3 separate regions of the Mus musculus genome follow, and all the other regions are linked to region 2. A link is a contact called in public Hi-C data. All regions are on one chromosome and are shown on one strand. The core of a region is the stretch at or near the end of the contact, and the rest is flanking DNA. Distances in the headings are between cores, read along the strand shown.

Region 1 (4,524 bases), core at 1,767-4,266, 320 kb after region 2:
GGAGGCTGAGGCAGGAGGACTATGAGTTCAAGGCCAGCCTTGACTACATGACAAATTCAAGGACAGCCTGGGACAGACACTTAAAACTTTGAGTTCAAGGCCAGGCAAGGGTATGCAAAATCCTGGTAGGAAAAAGAGAGAGAGAGTACAATAGGGAGCAAAAGGCTGAATTGTTGGTCACATACGAGTCCAGTGTAGGCCCCATGGAACAGGACACCTGGCTGCTAGTCCTGTGTTGCCAGCTGGCACTGTGGGCTACTCAATAGTCAGCCAGGGTACAGACTCCCTCTGTCCCTGTTTGGGGCCTCAGAGCTTCATATTGGGCCCCATGTGGAGACTAATTCCACACTGACTTTCTTCAAGGAAGACCAACACTATCCCAACAACTTTCCAGGGCTATGTTTGTCCTCGCCTGATCCTCAGGAATGCCACAGACTGTCCCTAAGTAGGAGTCCCAGAGTGACAGGACATAAGAGTCATTGTTCTCGTCAAAGGCCAGTCCTGAAACGCCCCTAACTTCATAGGCAACCCAACCCCAAGATGCAGAAAGATGATTATGGGGTGGGCATGAGAATTTTGGCGGATGTGGGAGCAGATCTTAGAGCTTTGCTCAAAGAATTGGCCACCCAAAGGTGGTGCAGAATAGACAAGTTGCCCTGAGACTCCTGGGAAATGGCAGTGCACATGGCCAGACTCTGAATCTAGCTTGCCCCAACCAAAGTAGGGTATAGAGGGACAGAACAGGGTAGGAGTTCTGGGCAGAAGCCAGGCACTCCTAGGAGACTTCCATGGGGTGTCTTATCCACTGAGATCATTTGACACAGCAGGAGGCTCCAGTGGGCCAATTCTGCCAGGAAAGCGCAAACAATGAAGCCCAGAATACTAGGCGCCCAGACAGGGAATTACCCAGAAGCAAGCACTGCTTGGCTTTCTGGGATCTAGCAGTCTCATCTCTATCAGAGCCTAAAGTGGCAGAGACTGCCACGGCTCTGGGGGAAGGTCCCTAAGAGTCCCCAGGGGCTAATACAGGTACAGGCTCTGGCCTATCTGTCTAGTTGACATCCCAGCCTATGAGGCAGCCTACTACAAGACCTCATACAAACAATACAACAGTTGTGTTGTACTCCACTGCATCCCTGAAGGAAGAAGTGTCTCTGTGCAGATATTGTAGTGTGTCACATGACCTTTAAACAAGGCCTTTGGTTCCAAGTGCCCCAGTCAGGTCAAAAGAGGAGTCCTACTGAGCCACACACCACCACCCCCAGCCCTTCACTGGGGGATTCTAGGTAGGGCTCTACCACTAAAGTGCATCCCAAGACCTTTTAGGCTTTTTCTCTTTTAAGACAAGTAGGGCTCACTCATGAGGTAACCCAGTCTTGTTAGTGAGACTCTCTGACTCCAGCCTCAGGAGTCCTGGAATTAAAGGTACATTCCAACAGGTCTAGAAATTTTTATATGTAGTGTGTGTGTGTGGGGGGGATGTCTGTGTGGGTCTTGGATTGATGGAGGTTAGAGAACAACTTGCAGGAGTTGGTTCTTTCCCCCTATTATGCAAATTCCAGGGATCAAACTCATATTCTCAAGCTTGGCAGCAAGCCCCTCTACTGCCTAAGCCATTTTGTAGGCCCTGTTTTTTTTTAATCTTTGTTTTAATCATTATTTCATAAAGAAAGAAAAGGCAGGTGTTTTGTTTTTGTTTTTGTTTTTTTTTCCCCTAGAAATTCTGATGACTTAATTGAACTAGCAAAATTAAAAGTTGTGGTTTGGTTTGGTTTTCGTTTATTGTTGTTGTTGTTGTTTCATTGTAAGGAAGTTGAGAAACTAATCTTTGGGTGAGATAGGATGGCAAAAGTCCAACTGCAGGGCCTGGGAAGTTCTCTGGTGATCAGAGGACAGGGACAGAGGAGCTGGGCCCTCCCTAGACACCCTGGGAGCCACTCTCCCCCTACCCCAGAAACCCACAGTGAACGTTCTCACTTCTCCCTTGTCAGGCTATCCACCTTATGACCCACAAACCCCTAGGATTCAAAGTCATGCTCACCCTCCTCCATGGTGGACTTGCCTCCTTTATTCCACTTTTTGTCACCTACACAGTGGTAAATGCAAACTGCCCAGGTATTCAGCACTGCGCCCTGCACCCCAGTGATGGGGCGTGAGTCTCGCCTGGTTGGGTAGCAGTCCTGACCACTAAACTAGGGGGCTCAGACTAGTCTGAGCAGACCAACCTCAGACTGCAGCAAGAAGCAGCTGAAGTGTGTGTGTGTGTGTGGGGGGGTGAAACACAGCAAGGAGAGAAGAGAGTGACGGGGGGGGGGACAGGGAATGTCAGATTTGATATAAGTAAAGTTTCCTTAAAGAAAATATTAAATATCATGACTGTAATCAAAGGGCCCGAACGGCGTGAGGGAAGACGTGACGCGAGGTTCATCTAGAGCCCATCAAGCACTGGCACAGGGCAAAAGAACAGCATGGATGCCCAAATCTTGGAAACGCTTGGAAATTACGGTGCCCTGAGAAAAAGTACTAAATATAACAAACCTTTTGGCTCCCTGCACTTACACTGTGTCTCGACATCATTTATTGTCTGGAAGGAGTCCTAACTTTTTAGAGGTACAGGATCCTTACATCCTATCCCCAGTTTGAGGGTTGCTCTGTGGGTAGATCTGAGATGGACAACCAGCTGGTGTCCCCTACCACTGCCCGGTGTCAGTAAAGATGAGGGCAGCTTTGCAAACTCCTCCTGATAATGGGAAAGCCCTCTTGATGCTGAGCAGGTGTTCAGCCTTGCCCTTTATAGCTTGTCCTAAGAAGGAGCCCCAAGCCAAGGCTTTGGGACATCACATCCCCTTGGCCAATCTCTACAAGGACACCAGCCTGAGTCCTGGGGTCAGCTCGCAGGGGTGCGCCACAGATAATGAGGAGTGGGCTTCACCAAGTAGCCCTCTGCCACCATCGTGAACCACCGTCTCCCTGTGGCCCATTATCTGAGCACTTGAACCCTGGATAACAATGAGTTCACGGAGAATGAAAGTGCTCGGCTTTAATTGTCTGCATTTAGTCACGCAAACAGAAGCAATGGTCTGAGAATGGCTAGTTAGCCGCTGACAGCCTCTGCTCTGGAGCCGGCTCCGAGGAGCGGTTACAGACTGTTTTGATGGAGACTCTGCCAGAGCAATAAATTCCCTCTTAAACCTGTTTGCCTGGAACAAGTTTTCTCCCTTTTTTTTTTTTTTTTTTTTTTTTTTACTCTGTCTTCTCCTTCCTCCCCACTCCCCCCCCCCGCTTTTTTTTGCCTTAAATGAAATTCCTGCCGCCGCTAATATCCAACAAATAAACATCATTAAGAAATTGAAGGCACTGAAAGAATGTGCGGTTTATGTTAAATTTTCCCCTGTCAATCAATTCTGCATGTCTGCATGAAGCCGATGATCGCATCATCGTGTTAGTGTGCCTGACTTGTTCAGCACAAAGAAGGTGGGAACACTTTCTCAAGCAGGGATGTCAGCACTTGAAAACCCATCACCATCTGTGCTCATTTTCCGAGAGGGAGAAAAACAACCCCTGTTTAAGAATACACCAGAACAAATAACTTGAATGTTTGAAAATAAACCACGGGGTCAAAGAAACTTTATAATGAAATGGGGAAGCAGCGGCATTGTTCTGGGTTTTTTTGTAACACGGGCCTTCGGTACCTTCGTTTACCGAGGTCTTCGCTCTAAAAATAGATATTAATAATAGCCAGGCAACGGCCCGCACTATGTGAAACGCATACAGACACGCTATTTTAGAAGCCCTGGGCTCTCGTCGAGGCCCCAGGAGCAACCTATAATGATACAGGTCTCACCCTCTCTCGGTTTGGTCCCCATGGCTTAGGGAGTGTCGCCCTTCCTCCCCTCTTACTTTTCCTGTTTGAAACAGAACAGGAAGCCCCCAGGCACCATACAAGATGATCAGTTTTTTTAAAAGAGGAAAAAGAAAAGGTAAAAGGGAAGGGAAGAGAAACTTTCGTCGCCCAACTTTTCCTACCAAAGCCTGTCAAAGCAACGTTGCAGACACGGCCAGAGAATGAATGGGAGTATTGTTCTGCCCTTAATAAACTTATAAGCCAGGAGCTTTTTGATCCTATTTTTTTTTTCTTTCTGCATCTCACTATTGTACTTTGTCACGAGGAGGTCTCGCATAAATAATGTCGTGTTCTTATGAAAGTTTTTAAGGCACCCAGAGTCGGACAGCACGGTTACAAATGATATCTAACACAAAGACTATCAATTAATCAAATGAGAACATACTACAGGAGCTCACAATACACAAGCAGCGAAAGGAAAGATAAATTGATTTCTGCTGAGGCACTGGGCCTTTTCAGCAGTACAACTGTGTGAAAAATACCAGTTACAGAGAGCGCTGAGGCAGCAAAAGCATTTAATACACCACAAACAGTTATCTAAGGCCCCGTCCAATAACCGACAGTACAGTAGTGTGACCTACATACTAACGCAGTCATTGTTAGATGTGGGAGCCACGCAC
Region 2 (4,263 bases), core at 562-3,061:
GAGAGAGAGAGAGAGAGAGAGACTCTCAGATACTGGCCTCCCTGGTTCATCTCTCATTACCCTATCTGAGGTCTCCTGGTCATTGTGGAATTCTTGAACTTTTGAAGCACAGATTTAAAATAATGTACTTAGTAAAGGAGACTCTGGCCAGCTTGAGTGTGGCAAACAAACATGGCTCTGGCTGGCTCACCTGTGGGTCCACAGCTGTTTATTTTTCAAAAGAAGGAGATCTTGTCTTTAAAACCTTAGACTGCATCTTTGCTGAAGCTAGAGAATTGAGAACATTTTCTGGATCGTCTCCTGCAAGTTAGTTAAACACCGAGACTGTTAGGATCAACATAGATGTCTGTCGTTTGCTTGGACATACTCGTACTATGTTTTGCTCAGGGGAGGGGGACTGCAGTGGTGGTGGTGGTGGTGGGGATCCTGCAATTCCCTCTGAAAGAATCCTCAGTTCCTACTTGGTGCATGAGGAAAATTTAAAGACCAGGAGAGAGGTAGCTTGGTGGATAAAGACAGAGGAGACCAGAGCCTCTGGTGATGTGATGGGCCTGCCCTGGAGATGTTGTAGCCTGGGCACCCTGACGAGACTCCCCAGGGAGATCTTTGCTCCCCTGGTTCTCAGAACCGCTTCCTCCCTCCGCCCAATCTACAAACAGAATGGCTCTGTGCACCCTGGAGAGTGGGAGAGGGGTCACTAGTTAGTTCTGCACCTAGGAACCTCCTGAACCTGTCAGCTCTGCATCTTGCCCTGGGCTCTGTCCCCTTCCCGTGGAGCAGCTGTTAGGGAGGTTTTCTCAGCAAACAGATGTCTGCTGGAGAATTGAAGGCTGGGAGTTGGAGGCCAGCTCCCGACTGTACTTTGAATTATGTCTGCCTTGATCATTACGCAGTCATTCACATATATTTTAGACATCAATATTGTCTAGAAATATTCTCCAGTCCTCAATGCTATTTATATGCTTCGATTCTTCTCTCTGCTTCTGCTCCGAGAGTATGCTCCATGCTCTCCCAGAGCCACCGACTGCTTTCATATCATTTTCATAAATATTTTTATTGGGAAGGGCTTGCCATTTTATTCTAAATTATTTCTCTCCACGCTAAGCAGAAGCCAGCACTCCTGGGGTGCCCAGGAACCTTCCTAACCTGTTTGGATGGGAGCTGAGCTGGTTCTATGTGGCTTTAAAGGAAAGAATATCTTATGGTGTCTCTTCCCAGACAGGGAAAATTTTGACACTAACAAAAGATAGGTTATAATGATGTCACTTTGGTAAAGCCATGGCAGACAGGACTCTTATTTATGTTAGAAACACTGCTTTGGCTTACATCTGATGTCTGCATACAGCGTAAGTCTTGGGAAGGAAAAAGAGCTCATGTGTAGTATGAGAGAAATAAGAAGTACAGGCATGAGGGTTGGAGAGATGGCTCAGTGTGTAGAGCATGTCTGCTTTTACAGAGGACCTGGGTGTGGTTCCTAGCACCCACACGGCAGTTCATAATGATCTGTAACTCCAGCAACAGGGGATTCTCTGCTCTCTTTCAGAGCCCCTGCATGTTGGAATGGAAAGGCACGCATGTGATACACACACAGACAGGCAAAACATCCAAACACACAAAATAATTTACAATCTTAAGTAGAACTACGTACAGGACTTGAGTGAGTATCAAAGACTGAGAATATTTTGGAGCAGAGAGCATCACCCCGAGATCGGGAAAACTGTCCTACCTCCTCGCTCCCTCGCCATGTACGGGCTGTGCCTAATCCAGGCTGCCAATAACCTGATCTGGCCCTGGCATGAGCTGCCTCCCTCCCCAGCAGTTCTCCAAGCAGCCTCTAGGTGGTGCTAATACTGCATAGCTCCAGCTTTTCGGCACAATGAAAACATTAATTTGCTATGAGATAATTTTTGACGTAAATGTAAAATGGTGCCCATTCGAACTCAGTAATGAAGCATGGTGCTTTCTGCGGCTCCTAATTTGACTAGTTAAATGACTCCATTACGTGTCTAACAGACAGAAGCAAATAATTTCTGGTCAGTTGATGTTCACTTATCCGTATCATTTTGCCCTGAAAATAAAAAGTCTCTAATCTACAATTCCTTTGTCTTGGTGGGTTTTTTTTTTGGGGGGGGGGTAAGATTATTAAGGCAAATATACTTAAATAATTCAGGTTAAAGTAGTACAGAGTAACAATTAAAACGCCAGCGTGTGTGCCTAATAGAGGCAGCACAAAACCGGAAACCATTTTCAAACTACCCTAACCTTTGCCCTGTCCCTTGGTCTGGGGTATTTAACAGAAGACTTGAGAGCTAAAAGAGAAAGAATCCATATTTCCAAACCCATTGTCCCCTGACAGCTAAAAACGGGCTGCTGCTGTCTCCTGTTCACTCTGCCACATAACTTTGAAGATTTTTGGACACATCTCAGTGTAGCAAAAATAAAAAGTAAAAATAAAATAATAATAATAAAATACTGCTTTAAAAAATATCAAGTGATGACTAATTTTGCCCAAAGGGGGGAAAATGGTTAATATTGAATCTTAATGTTCCTCATCTAAACGCTTTTTTCTTCCTGCTAAAAACAAGTTTCGAATTAAAGCATATCGGCTTACACATATTGCATGCATATTAGCGAGACACAGCTGTGTATGTCCCCCTCTTAAGAGCCATATGATTAAGTTATGAGATATCATATAATCCAAACTCTTTCTCTATTGGTCACCTTTTACAGACAAAAGCTTTTTCGTTTTTAGGTTTATTAAATGACAGAGCGTCCGACTCTGTAAGTGTTCCAGTCGTTATAATGGAGCACCTGTGACTTTGATTCCCTTCCCTCCCCCCCACTCCTCACTCACAAAGTCCATCTATAAATCGCTACCAAAATGGCCCAGGGGCTGACTGGGGCCAACCCTCCACGTCTGCAGCAGCTGCTGGTAGCTCCTTGACAAGGGTGGAGACCTCGGTGTGGACCTGGGTCTCAGAAATCTTAGTAAACGTCAGAATGACATGCCCCAGCCATGCCACCCCATAACTCCGAGGCAAGGGACAGTGGCCTCTCTTCATGAAGAACCAGTAGTTGAGAGAAAGGAGCTCTAAGGCTCCAAGGGAGCTCTTAGCTCTCGCTTCTCGTGTGTGGATCTGTGAGGCACCGTCTAGCAGAGTACAACATGGTAACTTGAAAATATGGTTTAAATGATCGTCACCCTGCGCCACTCCCCCCCCCCCAAAGTAACAGGCTCTCTGACCTAATTAAATCCACTTTAAAGAAACCAACTGGCGTGTGTGTGTGTGTGTGTGTGTGTGTGTGTGTGTGTGTGTGTGTGTGTGTTTTGTGTGGACAGCCTTTATTAAGCTTTTAAAATCGCAAATCCCTTTGTGCGTGCAAACTCCAGCAGTTTCCATGTTCGGGTGAGGGACACAGAACACAGACTATGTCTTTTGATGTGAAACAATGTCAAAAGGACTAATTATGAGTCATACTTTCTTGAAATTTTTGTTGGCTGATGTCGCCTCTGCAATTGGATCCCTGCATAAGGCCAGCAGCTCTTGCCGGAGGGGAGAACCTGGCACCTTCTGTTCCTGGGCCATCACCCTGGCCCTTTGCTGTTATGTAGGTCGAGAACGCCCGTGGGTTTCTAGGAAGGATCTCACTTTTAAACTTGGCATGGAAGTTACAGCTGGAGAGCAATGTCGTAGCGCAAAGATCTGTCTACACTGTGCGTGCTGAAAGAGGAAATGAGGTCAGGAGGGGCAGAAGAGAAGTGCATCTAAGGAAGGCTTCTTGGGACCTCAGGTCAGGCTCAAAAGCTGCTCCTGTAGCCCATGTTCTTCACAGGAATGCCTGCTGCTCCAAGTCTCTGAAGACAGTGGCTGGCAGCTTTTAGAGGGGCAGCCCTTTATCTGAGTCCAGGGAATGCAGGCCAGAGAGGAAGCAAATCCCACCTGAGGCTGAGCCCACAATGCTACCTGAAAGTGAGGGAGTCCCTGGATAGCAAAAACATAGAGTTAGACACAGGGGCAGGTCAGAGGCTGCACAGGAATGAAAGTGAAGGAAACTGTCCAGGTTAGAGCTGAGCTCAGATGAAAGGCTTCCCGAGCAGCTCGTGGGAAACGTTACAACTCCCTACGACCCATAATGGGAGCCAGATTCTTCTCCTGGTGGTTGTCAGGGAAGCCCCAGCACCTCCCACCTCCCCCGGAACAGCTGAGGGTCAGCACTCTTGGCCCTGGATTAACTGCTATGAACCTGTGAGGGGAAGGAAAT
Region 3 (4,420 bases), core at 259-2,758, 350 kb after region 2:
GTCCAAATCATCCTGTAGGGAAGGAGCCAGAGTGAAGAGCGCACACCAGAACCTGATGAAGATGAGGCCTCAGGACATGCATGGCAGGGTCACCCCGAAGCTACCCACTTCTGTCTGGTCACCCTCTGTCTTCTCACTGCTGTTCTGCCCACAGGAGCTATTATTCAACAGCCATGCTGTCTCAATGCAGATAGCTGTAGGAACTCAGTGCAACTGTCTAAAGCCCAGAAGTCTGTCCCAGGGGTCCCACAGCTGTCCCTGTGCAGGCAGGCCTACAAACATGGAATTCACCTGCACACTGGTGTGGTGGAGGCATCCACGCTAGAGCAGAGACCAGCCACTTACAGGGCAGTTGGAAAAAAAAAGTATTCCCTAGGGCATCTTCCAATCTCATTTTAAAACAAAGGTGATGGAGAGGCCGCTCCATCTGTTCATTCTGAAACATTCAGAACAGACAGACATCAGACATTCAGAACAGACAGACATCAGAGCTCTCCAGCAACCCGAGATCCCGAGACATGGGCCCAGGCACCAGGATGGTCAGAGAGGAGTGCCAGGACCCCTCGCAACAGGCTTGCCTACAGTACATGTGTTTTCACGTGCTCCAACATGAAGGAAAGCCAAGCTGCTTGGAGCCAATCAAATTGTGCCCCTGTCTCTTTAATAAACAAACCCATGTGCACGTTAACAGTGTTGAAAATTCAATTTAAACTCTTTGTCTGCTGCTGCTTACTCTAAAGATGGTCTTTCTTTAACAACAGAGCACCAAGGAGTCGTTAGTGCTCTCTCTTCATTACTTCAAAAAACCAATCATTAGACACCAGAGTATATACGTAATTAGAAAATCACTTCCTTTGCAATCCAAGCTAAGTAGTTTACATACTGTAATTACAGGGACAAAATCAATTTTTAATCATTTCCCTGATTGGGCTCATCAGCTCTGTGGGAACATTGTAACCTGCTTGTTGTGCAAAAGCAACATCTGGGCTAAAACAATTACCCTTTGTTTGCTACAATATTCCTTAAATCTTTTTGCATAAAAAAAATGAAAACATGCAGATAAGATATTTGGATGTCTTTTTGTCCTTGATCAACACACACCCGAAAGTTCTCCTCATGACACAGCCACGTGTTCCCCAGAATTTACAGTTTAACGGTACACATACAAGGAATGGTTTTGTGTGTGTGTGTGTCTTTTTTTTTTAAGCCAGTGAGATAAAAGTATCTGATTGTTTTAAAGATCCATTCAACTGTCTAATTGTTGCATGGCTAACACATGGTATTCAAACATCCCACATATTACAAAAGCTCATCTGGGGTAATCATGGGTAACTATTATTGCGGCGGTTTACACTTTTCTAATACAAATGAATGGATTTTATCAAAACTTTAAAAAAAAATCTAAAAAGCTGAGTATGTGTGAAAAATAGCTGGTATGAATTGGCAAGGCGAGCCTGAGCATTTTGTTCTCTTAATAGGAAATGACCTCATTTACACTGGAGTAATAATTAGTACTGCTTCACTGACAGTTAAGAAAAAAAAAACTTTCCCAGTATAATACAGCAGCCTCGCCTTTGTTAGGCGATCTACATTGATTATTAACCCTTGCTGAGAAAGTCCACATTTTATTCTAAGTTCCACCATGCCCCTGCTTGCTGGTAAAAGATAAAAATAGCTATTTTGGAAACCTTTCACCCAGATTTCCAAAAGTTGCTTGCATATTGGAGCTCCTGGGTGACCATCTAAAACGCTTGGTGTCATCTTTGAAGAAAATATAGAAAGCCCCCACCATTGCACTGATCAGCCACCAAGAGCCCCCACTAAGTCCCCTACATTCGCCTGGTGGCCTGGTCCTCCCTGGCCTTTTGATGTTTATTGGTTTTGATTATGGCTTGTGAGTTTCCCAACCTACAATTAATTCATAGTCAAAACAGGCCTGCAGGAAAAAGGAGAGGGATGGAGCGTGTTGAGGGAGACAGTACAGCCATGCTGGGTCTCAGCCCAGCTGAGAGAACAGGCGGTAAAGGTGTCTGAGAGACTAAAGAACAACAGTCCAGGAAGCAGCCAGAGCAACTATAAACACACAAACGCGCGCGCGTGCGCGCGCGCGCACACACACACACACTGTTCTGTGTTCTGAAGGAACTGATCCTCCACCAAACTCAAGTCGACTTTTAGCTCATGTGTTTTATGTACTTCCTAGGCACCCCAGTGTTCTAAATTCCAACACTCCTGCTTTCATTCATCCCAGCAGCAATTCTGGGAAATGGGGCTGTGACCATAAACCTTTGTGGGTAGGAAACTGAGAAACTAGCCATGAAGCAGAAGGCCCAGTTTAACAGTAGGAGAACTGAGATGTAAACTTAAATAGAATGGCCAGTGTTAAGAACCACTCTGCCTTGGAGAACCCCATGGAGGGGGTGTGGTCCAATGGAGAGGGCGTGGCCTAATACCTACTTCACAAAGACACCCAATGACCCTAACAACTGTGCCCTCAGGGAGGCACAATCCTCAGACTCACTAGGCTCCTAGTCCTCATTTCTAGGAGGTAAATATCATGAGAGCCAAGTAGAGAGCAGCTGATCTCATTAGAACACAAGCTGAGTGACAGGTTCCCCAAAAAGTAAGAAACGGAGGCATGCGAAGTCGCTGGGCACGAAGCGGTCCATATACTACCCAGGATTCGAGTGCAGGTCACTGAGAGCCAGGCCTTGGTAGGCTCCACCTGAGCATCAGTTTGCCCAGTATCTTTGCGGTGCCAATGACCTCTGTCTCATATCACTCCGAACAAGAAAGCACAAAGTAGTTATGTCTTACTCCCTGCACCAAGGAGATGTGAACCCCTCCGTAGGCTCAGGACCCAATAAGATGGCATGTCAACAGAGTACAGAGAAAAGATACTGAGAAATTTGTATTGCTTTCTAACAGGCTGTCACATGAGTGTAAGTACCTCTTCTGTCAGTAGCATCCTCAAATCACCCAGGTGGTTGCACAGTAGCCTTCCCTGAGCAGAAGTGCACAAGAACAGGAAAGCGCGGTGGTTCGCTACACACCTGCGCTACCCACAAGCCACTGCGGTTCGCAGATTCTCAACAGCAATCACTGACGCTGTGCAATCAGGCAGTCCTGGACTATCTGGCTGGGGAGCCTCTAGCCAAGTGTGGCTACTAAGCACTCAAATTACTACCAGTGCACAGTGAGACCGGCTGTAACCTTAAGATGCAAATCACACAGAGAAAAATGCAAAAGGTCCTATTAATACTTTTTCCTGCCATTGTTGTCCTGAATGTGGTCTCCCTATGTAATCTTGAACTCACATTCCTCCTACCTCAGCCTCCCAAATGCTGAGATTACAAGTACCTGCTGCCCTACTCAGGTTCATTGATATTCTTCACACTTTTCTGTATAGTAAATGATGATGTCGGGGGTAAATGGAATTAAACAGAATACTGCCTTCCCACCAATTTTGTTTTTTTCTGTTATGTGTAGCTGTTAGAACACCCAGTACTAAGTACATCAAAGCTTAGAAAAGAGAAGGAGAGAAGGAGAGAGGGAGGGAGAGAGGGAAGGGGAGAGAAAAAAAATCAGACTATGTTGACAACTGAATTGGACTGTGGTTAAAAAAAAACTGACTTGTGTGCTGAAACCAGTTTTCATTATGTGTCAGCTGAATGTTGATCCCAGAGATCTAGGCCAGACAAAAGCTACAGTCATTCTGATTGGACCATCTTGACCTTTGCCCTACAGAGATCACTCTATATTCTGGCTCACTTATTTTTTGACTTTTATAAAATTAATCATTTAGAAAGACAAGCTCATTGTTTGGAACATGCACAATATCACAAGTAGGAAGAGAGCACTAGTTCCATCATCCTGTGGAGGTAAAGGGGTAATGGCACTATTTTGGTGCACTGGGTCTTTCCTGTGTGTGTGTGTGTGTGTGTGTGTGTGTGTGTGTGTGTGTGTGTGTGTGTGTGAGAACATACTTGAGAACATACTTCATTTGTGTCTTTGGTTTGTTGCTTGTTTGGTTTTTATATGCATGGATATTTTGCCTGCAAATATGTCTACATTCACTTGGATATGTCTGGTACACTCAGAGGCCAAATGAGGGCATCGGATCCCCTGGAACTGGAGTAACAGATGGTTGTAAACAACCTTGTGGGTGCTAGGAATTGAACCTGGGTCCTCTGCAAGAGCAACTGGTGCTCTAAACTGCTGAGCCATCTCTCTAACCGCCATGTCTTTTTTATCTTAAATTCCCTAAGCCTGAAGTCTCAAATGCAAACAAGTACCATTGCATTAAATACAGGCTACAAGCTGAACCAGCTGCCTTTGCAGGTACACACAAAGGAGAAAGCTACGAGCACAGCAAGATGAGCCCCACTGAGAAAGACTCCAGAGATATCCAATAAACAGT

The links. Hi-C and Micro-C count contacts between places; a contact is called where the count stands out from the background.
Region 1: a Hi-C map of cerebellum shows a contact between it and region 2, with 2.0 times the contacts expected there. The contact joins two enhancer-like sites. A contact is called at or near these places in 5 of 484 Hi-C or Micro-C datasets (the HPC-7 cell line, cerebellum, cortical neurons and 1 more), 7 of 115 datasets of contacts at active chromatin or transcription factors (astrocytes, bone marrow-derived macrophages, craniofacial prominence and 4 more) and 1 of 9 other capture datasets (embryonic stem cells).
Region 3: a contact with region 2 is called in a Hi-C map of muscle stem cells, with 2.9 times the contacts expected there. The contact joins two enhancer-like sites. A contact is called at or near these places in 3 of 39 promoter capture datasets (embryonic stem cells, hippocampal neurons and stem cell-derived epiblast-like cells), 2 of 484 Hi-C or Micro-C datasets (embryonic fibroblasts and muscle stem cells), 8 of 115 datasets of contacts at active chromatin or transcription factors (VIP interneurons, astrocytes, bone marrow-derived macrophages and 5 more) and 1 of 9 other capture datasets (embryonic stem cells).

The regions. Positions count from the first base shown.
Region 1 is chr7:37,686,310-37,690,833 of GRCm38.p6, forward strand. All of the region lies in intron 2 of Zfp536 (zinc finger protein 536), which reads right to left. Among named protein-coding and RNA genes, the nearest start is that of 4930505M18Rik, 19 kb to the left of the region's middle. Within about 2 kb of position 3,017, at least 34 of the 459 cell types and tissues checked have an H3K27ac peak or open chromatin away from gene starts, as enhancers often do. A contact at or near this core is called in cerebellum, where this site is marked.
Region 2 is chr7:37,372,245-37,376,507 of GRCm38.p6, forward strand. It overlaps a transcript of Zfp536 not described here. Among named protein-coding and RNA genes, the nearest start is that of Gm30483, 46 kb to the left of the region's middle. Within about 2 kb of position 1,812, at least 21 of the 459 cell types and tissues checked have an H3K27ac peak or open chromatin away from gene starts, as enhancers often do. A contact at or near this core is called in cerebellum and muscle stem cells, where this site is marked.
Region 3 is chr7:37,722,708-37,727,127 of GRCm38.p6, forward strand. The region is part of intron 1 of Zfp536 (zinc finger protein 536); the gene reads right to left. Among named protein-coding and RNA genes, the nearest start is that of Zfp536, 45 kb to the right of the region's middle. Within about 2 kb of position 1,509, at least 9 of the 459 cell types and tissues checked have an H3K27ac peak or open chromatin away from gene starts, as enhancers often do. A contact at or near this core is called in muscle stem cells, where this site is marked.